Regions from separate parts of the Gossypium hirsutum genome. Here region 1 is linked to region 2. A link is a contact called in public Hi-C data. All regions are on one chromosome and are shown on one strand. Each heading gives the region's core, a stretch centred on a gene start, on an enhancer-like site or on the middle of the called end of the contact. The rest is flanking DNA. Distances are from core to core; before and after follow the strand shown.

What was found. Hi-C and Micro-C count contacts between places; a contact is called where the count stands out from the background.
Region 1: a contact with region 2 is called in a Hi-C map of leaf, with 4 times the contacts expected there. The contact joins the promoter of LOC107886670 here to the promoter of LOC107943707 in region 2. A contact is called at or near these places in 15 of 34 Hi-C or Micro-C datasets (callus, fibers, hypocotyl and 3 more).

Annotation. Positions count from the first base shown.
Region 1 is chrA03:101,040,571-101,044,215 of Gossypium_hirsutum_v2.1, reverse strand. LOC107886670 reads right to left here and starts at 1,934. Exons shown (of 14, transcript XM_041095454.1): 1 at 1,701-1,934; 2 at 1,039-1,435; 3 at 640-798; 4 at 192-275; 5 at 1-89. The coding sequence starts at 1,401.
Region 2 is chrA03:100,912,170-100,915,580 of Gossypium_hirsutum_v2.1, reverse strand. LOC107943707 reads right to left here and starts at 1,758. Exons shown (of 3, transcript XM_016877486.2): 1 at 1,114-1,758; 2 at 841-956; 3 at 204-556. The coding sequence starts at 1,375. The coding sequence ends at 440.

The DNA.
Region 1 (3,645 bases), core at 685-3,184, 130 kb before region 2:
GATGTTATTTGAGCCTCAGCATGTGGATCCAACTTGAAATGCTTTCTCACGGGATCGGCTACGGCTATTGAACCAAGTGATCCCAGTCCCTACAAAAGGTTAAAGGTAAAACACTGAAAAATAGTGTCACACCCAAACTTGTATGATATTAATAATGATGTGCTCAGGGAACATTAAAACAGCTAACCTACCCCATACTCTGACTGAAGCAAATCCTGTGGTCTCTTTTTGGTTGCATCATTATGAGATGTTTCACCTTTAGAAGAAGCTGGCTCCTGAGACACAAAAAATTAGGAACATTGGCCTTCGAATCTGTAGGAGCCAATATCTTCACCTTCTCTGGATGGTATAAAACAGCCTTTGTGATACAGTTAACATGTGAAAGAAAGAAACTAATCAAAGAACAAAGAGATTGATCATCGATGGCCTCAAAACCTCCAAGCAGATCACATTAATTGGGAGATGCAAGTTTTAGGTGCAATTGCTGTCACAAGAACACATTCAAGCAAACAGAGACATGGATGCAGGTGAAGAAAAAAAGGAAGACAACATCAAAATCTTTTTTTTCTTTTTCTGACAGACTTGTTCAAACAAACAACAAGTTTGCAGTATGCATAAGGTTCATACTCAAGGTCTCACCTGGAAAGGGCAGGGCATGAGCGCTCCAAAAAGATCTTCTTTCACATCTGCAGCTCTAATAGTGTAGAAAGCATTCTTAAGCCCACAGGAAGACAGATATATTTCAGTTTCCTTTGTCAAAGAGTAGCCTTTGTAGACACTGACCGGAGGATCACATATCTACTCCAAAAGAACAATAACATGTCAAAGTTAACAGAACAGCGAAAAGGAGAAACACAGTATCTAAATTTGAAAGACTGCTATGTTATTTGCATTACAATTATTATGTCATTTCATTGAAATCTAAAAAGCACATAAGTATTAATATTCCAATTTGCAATAACACAGTATAGCACAATAATTAGCCTAAAAGTAAATCAACTTTAGGTGACATTAGAAAAAGGAAGTAAGAAGAATTACCGAGGATCCAACTTGGGCCTGACAATCAGCAAAGCTCTTGAAAACACCAACAACATCTCCCTTTCTCACTACAAAGAATGCATCTTTCTCGTTTTCCATCACCGGTGGTTGTTCAGGATGAACTTTTTTAGTCCTGGATGCTTTTTTTGTGCTACTACTACTATTACTTTTCCGGGAAAAGTAACACTGAGGGCGAAATCTTGTCAACAAGAACTCTAAATCCACAGTCTTAACACCCGCGTGCTCAAAATTTCTTTTCCAGAAAGGAACATGGCATTGGTTCAAAGAAGTTGTTGCAATGAAATTACCAGCCTTTCTAAATAAAGCTGTGCCATAAGCACGCACGTGTGGCAGGCAGTTCATCAGAGAGTAAAATTGCTCCGCACTGCCTAAATTTCTAGAGTTAAAAAAAAATATAAGTTTCTAACTAAATGACTGATATACCGAATTGTTTGTAGCATTTCGCGTTTAATCATTTCTATTGATAAGCCGTCCCCCCCCCCCAAAAAAAAGAATAATTTTTTCATCTGCTTTTTCAGCAATGGAGACTTTCATAGCAATAGCTAGAGGAGCGAAATAAACCCTAGGTAGGAAATTGAGAAAGAAAGCCAAAGACAAAAAAGGGAAAGGGCCAAGGAATGAGATATATTGTTAGAACATACCATTACCAATGTAGGAGCTGGAAACAGAGACGAACTGGAAGTAGCCTTCTTCTGCTGATATTCACGCCGGAGAGTGACGGAAAAAGATGGGTTCCGGGTGGTTTAAAGAAGAAGTGATAAATGGAGTTCTGCTGATATCCAATCGTCCTTGAAGAGTTTTTAGGTACCTGTTTAGTTAAGCCCGTCTCTATCTATTCTCTCTCTTTTTTTTCCCTGAATTAAGCAATCCAAACTTACCTAACTGTTCTTGGAACACCTAAGCCTAAATCTTCAAGTAGTTTGGGCTCCTATGATGCCCATTTGTTCATGGGTTTGGTCCCCTTAAACACCTTTCAGTTGGCATGTAAAAATCAAAACAGAACACATAAGCCACATGCCCGCATGAAAATTTTTAACTCCATATGTTTCATTTATATAATTTTTTTAATGTTTTAATCAGTACATTCGTTAGTCTCTTAAATACATATCACAAATTATTATTCATATTAAATACATATAACAATTTAGTTCCTACTTGTGGACTAAAATAAAATTTACTAACAATGCAATTGCTTCTACTTGAAAGAGAATATAGAATGCATTTGAAAAGTCATTCAGTAATTAAATTTAGGTGTATTAATTGTTATTATACATGTGTGGCATGTTTAATTAACCATTATAATTAGTAAATTTAACTACATTTACACTCTCCCATTCTTAAGTAAGGGTTTGGAATTGAATGAATTATATGAATAATTACTTTTGATGACTTTCTATTATTATTATTTAGTAAAAAAGAAACTATCAAAGATAATATTAAGAATTAAGATATAATTGTACTATGCCAACCATGTCTTGTAATTATAATTAGCAATTATATCCAAAGACACCCATAACCAAATGGTAATCTCTATGATTTGAACGATGAAAGTTATAAAATTTAAGCAATCTATATTGAGATTTGACATTGCAGCCCATTTTACTCATCGGCCTAGCTACATGGGGCTGCATATTTACTTGGTCACTAATGCTTAGTTTTTAAGCCACACGAGAACGAAGATTCAACAACAGCTTCTAACTGATCTAATGATGAAATGTGGTATCGAATCCTCGAGAAATTCGAAGCAGTTTATTTACGTCCTCATCTTCAAGAGATTAGTTCTTAATGAGGATTTGAGTTCCAACTTTTCAAACCCTTCCTCTATTCTCAGCTCTTTTATCCAAAAAGGAAAATTCTTGCCAAGTGCTACTTAAATCGCTTATACAATTCTTTTTTAGATAAACTATACAAATAGTTGTTCAATTATGTTCACGTTCTTGTTTTAGTCACTCAACTTTAATCATTTTCAATTTAGACATTAGTGTTTGAATTCATTGCTGTTTTGATCACCGTCGTTAAATTGATAACGGGAAACATTTTTCTATCTGGTATAATTGTACATTTAGTCCTCAATACTTACATATTCTATCAATTTGATTCTAATTCTATAAATTTGATCCTTAAACTTCTTAACAAAAGCTTTCAACATTTAAAATAGAGACATTCCACATCTATAAATTTGTAAAACCTAAAAAAGAAAAAAAAATCCACATTTAATTAATACACACATCTAGCTCGTGTAATTTATCCTAATAGTTAGGTATATCAATTAATTTATGCACGGATTTGAAATGTATATATAAATTAAAAAATGTTAAATATATTAAATATATTTTATGATTGATGTTATAATTAAGTTTAAATCATTTTATATATTTTATACTTCAATATCTTATTTGATAAAATTAATGCCTTAAATCATTGATATATATATATATATAATTTCCTAGATTAAACATATATGAAAAAAGTGTTTATAAAAATCTATTAATTTTTTATTTATGAAATCTATTTGTAATAAACATCTTAATTTTTTTAAAAAAAGCGTTTCTAAAATTTGTTTAATTTTTTCAGAAACCTGTTTTA
Region 2 (3,411 bases), core at 509-3,008:
GAAGAGTTAGACTAGACTGACATAACTTGGAGCAGCTATGGCTGCAAGGACATCGGACCAAAACTCGCCGAAGTGATTTTCTCATCATAATTCATAACATTCTCTTTCATATTATCATCGTGTTTGTACTGTAGTAACTCATCAAGCTTAGAATATTTTGTATAAAATGTTGATTGGAAGACTTGACTTGTTATCAGCTATGATGATACAACGTGCTCTTCTGAACTCAGAAGCTATGCACAAGTTCTTTATTTCTTGAAACATATTTCAATTTGGGAAGCTGTGATTGCAAATAAGAAATCTAAGTTACCATCTTTATTCCTTCGGGTGAATTTATATTTTTATATAGTTTTTGGGGGGTTCGTAGTGAAGTTGTAGTTTATTGCCACTCCCAAAACCCAATCTTATCTTTACAAATAAAATCCGAAAACAAACACTATTAGCTTCCAAACTCAGAGATGCTCTGTAATGAAGGCTGCCATGATTTTGAACTCATTGCAGCAGTGTTGGCAGGCGCTGTCCTTGGGCGTCGTCTTTCATGTTTTGTCACCTGAGACTGTTAGAAAATAAGCGCCCATGTATTTAGGAATATGAATGAGAATGCTAGATTTAAATGAAACATGAAAATTGCTTCAATTGATTTTGTTAAGGATTCGTGAACTTGATCAGATCTTTTAGGTACTATCCTTTTGGGTTGATGAACTTTATGAATTCGTTCTAGCCTAGAAGGCTAGCTTATATATTCGTATGAGGTCATTGTCCCCATACCAGATTCTGAAATACTAAAATCTAATGAACTACTAATGATAAAGCCTAAGGAGGTGGCGAATGCAGACATACTTGGTAGGACTCTGAACTTAGGTTATTCCCTTGTTCATGCTGCAACTTTTCACTTGATTCCAGGTGTTGCCTTGTCTTTTTTGCATATTTCTTTGCCTTTAGAACCTCCATAACCTCTGCAGCAGCGGCAGCAGCAGGCAATACACAAGTATTAGTTTCTTGATAAAAACAATTAAGAACAAATATATAAGCAAGCTATATAATCAGGGTTTCCGGGGGGGGGGAAGCGGAAAAATCTCATAATCTTGTGAAAAATAATAATACGACACGCACCCTGAGAAGTGACAAGGCGATAAGCATGGCCAAGGGCGAGAGTATCAGAAGGACGAAGAAGCTTGACACGAGTGAAGCGTACGGCCTTATTGTCTTGGTTGGCATCCTCAGAGGGAGGCAATGGTATGATGAGCGAAACATAATGGCCTGGATTCATTCTCATCACTTCACTTGCAAGAATAGGCCAATAGAACCTCTCTATCCTCCCACATGGATGTTGTATCACCAACGCCGCAGCATCTATAGCCTGACAGTTCCCCATCTCTCTGTCTCTCTCAATTTAAGACTGAAATGAAAGATAAAAAGAAGAAAGGAGGGATGAGGTTAAGTAAAACACTAAAACAGCAGTCTTTTTCTATACAGCTCTCCCCACCACCCTACCTATGCATGTATACAAATAAGAGACTGGCTGAAGCAGGCCGTCCCTCATTTCAAAAACAGCATAATTATTGATATAAGATAATAAAAAATAAAAAAGGGGTTGTTATTAGATTATGATTGTTACTAATTAATGTTATAATATAAATTGACAACTTTAAGGCATGACGAACTAGGCCTCGGAAAGCGGCACGACCTCCACGTGGAGAAACAATGTTACGAGTTTGGGAAGTAGTAGTAGGCATAGGTCGACGGGGTCAAGGGTTGAACTTGAGAGGGCACATACATCCAAAATATGTATTTAAAATATAGATTAGCATATGTCTAACCCATGCCTATTGGATGTAGTGGTAAATTTTTTTGGTAACAAGCATAACCCTAAGCCTAAGTAAAGGTAAGTGCTAACAACTAAGCATGCCATGGTGATTCCTTTTGGCATGGCCAGAAAATGACAACCCCACCACCACCACCTGCACCACCTTAGCATGGTTGTGCCTAGCTCCATAGGTTTTTACCCTTTAGGCTTTCGTCCAAATCCCCAACTCCAATGCTGCTTGCTTTTTTTAACCGTACTATATATATTATTTGGTATTTAAATTTAGTTTTAATATTTAATTTAGTATATTTTAAGATTCATTTTGATATATAAATTTTTTAAATTTAATATTAATTTTTTTGTCTCATTCAAGTACCCAATTTTTTATTTGATGTTCAACTTAATACTTGAATTTTATTTTTTTTTCAATTAAGCACGTGTTATTTTACTATAGAGTAAATATATTAAACATTTAATGGGTTGTTTGGTTTAGATATCAAATTAAATATTAAACCAAACTCAAGTACCCAATTTTAAAAAGAATTCAGATATCAAACTAAATATTAAAGCTAAATTTATATATCAAATAATTTTTTCATTAATTTTTACCAAAACAAAAGCAAAACTTTGAATCTTCTTGAACTACCTTTCATCCTTATCCGGTTGTTCTAAAATATATTTATCAAAATCTTTTATAAAAGAAAAAGAAAAGTAGGAGATGCTCAAGATGGAACCGAAGATAATGTAAATTTTGATGTTGAATTTCTTTTTTAAAATATGTAAATTTAAAGTTCACAGTTTTACTATTTTTATTTTAAAATTTTTATTTTTTATTTTTTTAAAATTTCAAAATTTAAGTTAAACTATTATTAATAATATTAAAATTATTTTGTTTTTAAATTTATTATAATGCCATTTTTTAATTATATTATTTTTAGGTCAAATTATCATACTAACACATTAAATAATATTAACAATTGAACTTAACTTTTAAAATATAAAAAAATGAAATAATTAAATTTCTGAAAATAAAAAAACTAATTTCAAATTTATAAAGACTTCTTTTAACCATTTTTTTATCACTTCATTATTAATTCAACAAATTTTCATATATGAAGCAAAAGTGACCCTAGACACTAAAAAGGCACCCACTTTTTTTTGCAAGGAATACAGAAACAGTAAGCACAATTTTTTGAAAAGTTGCCCAGTCCATTGTAATTCAAGTAAACGCAAAGTGATATCTAATCAAATAATTCCCTTGAGATGCTCTGCTAATTACTGAAAAAAAAATTGAGCAAAACCTTTTCACGCGTTGTAAATTTCCCAAATATGTTATTTTAAAAAAAACATTATTGGGTTAGGTTATTTTTTAAAAAAATATGGAATTAATTCGAAATAATAAAAACAAATCCAGGAAGTTGGAAACGTTTTTTGCCCTCATATTTTTTTAAGGGTAAACTATAAAAATAATCACTTTTGTTTGCCTCAGGTTATATTTTAGTCACTTATGTTTGAATGTTACGTTTTAGTCACTTATGTTATTATTTTGTTACGAAGTGATCACTCTTCCGTTAAGTTTCGTTATCTCCCTAACGGTAATTCTA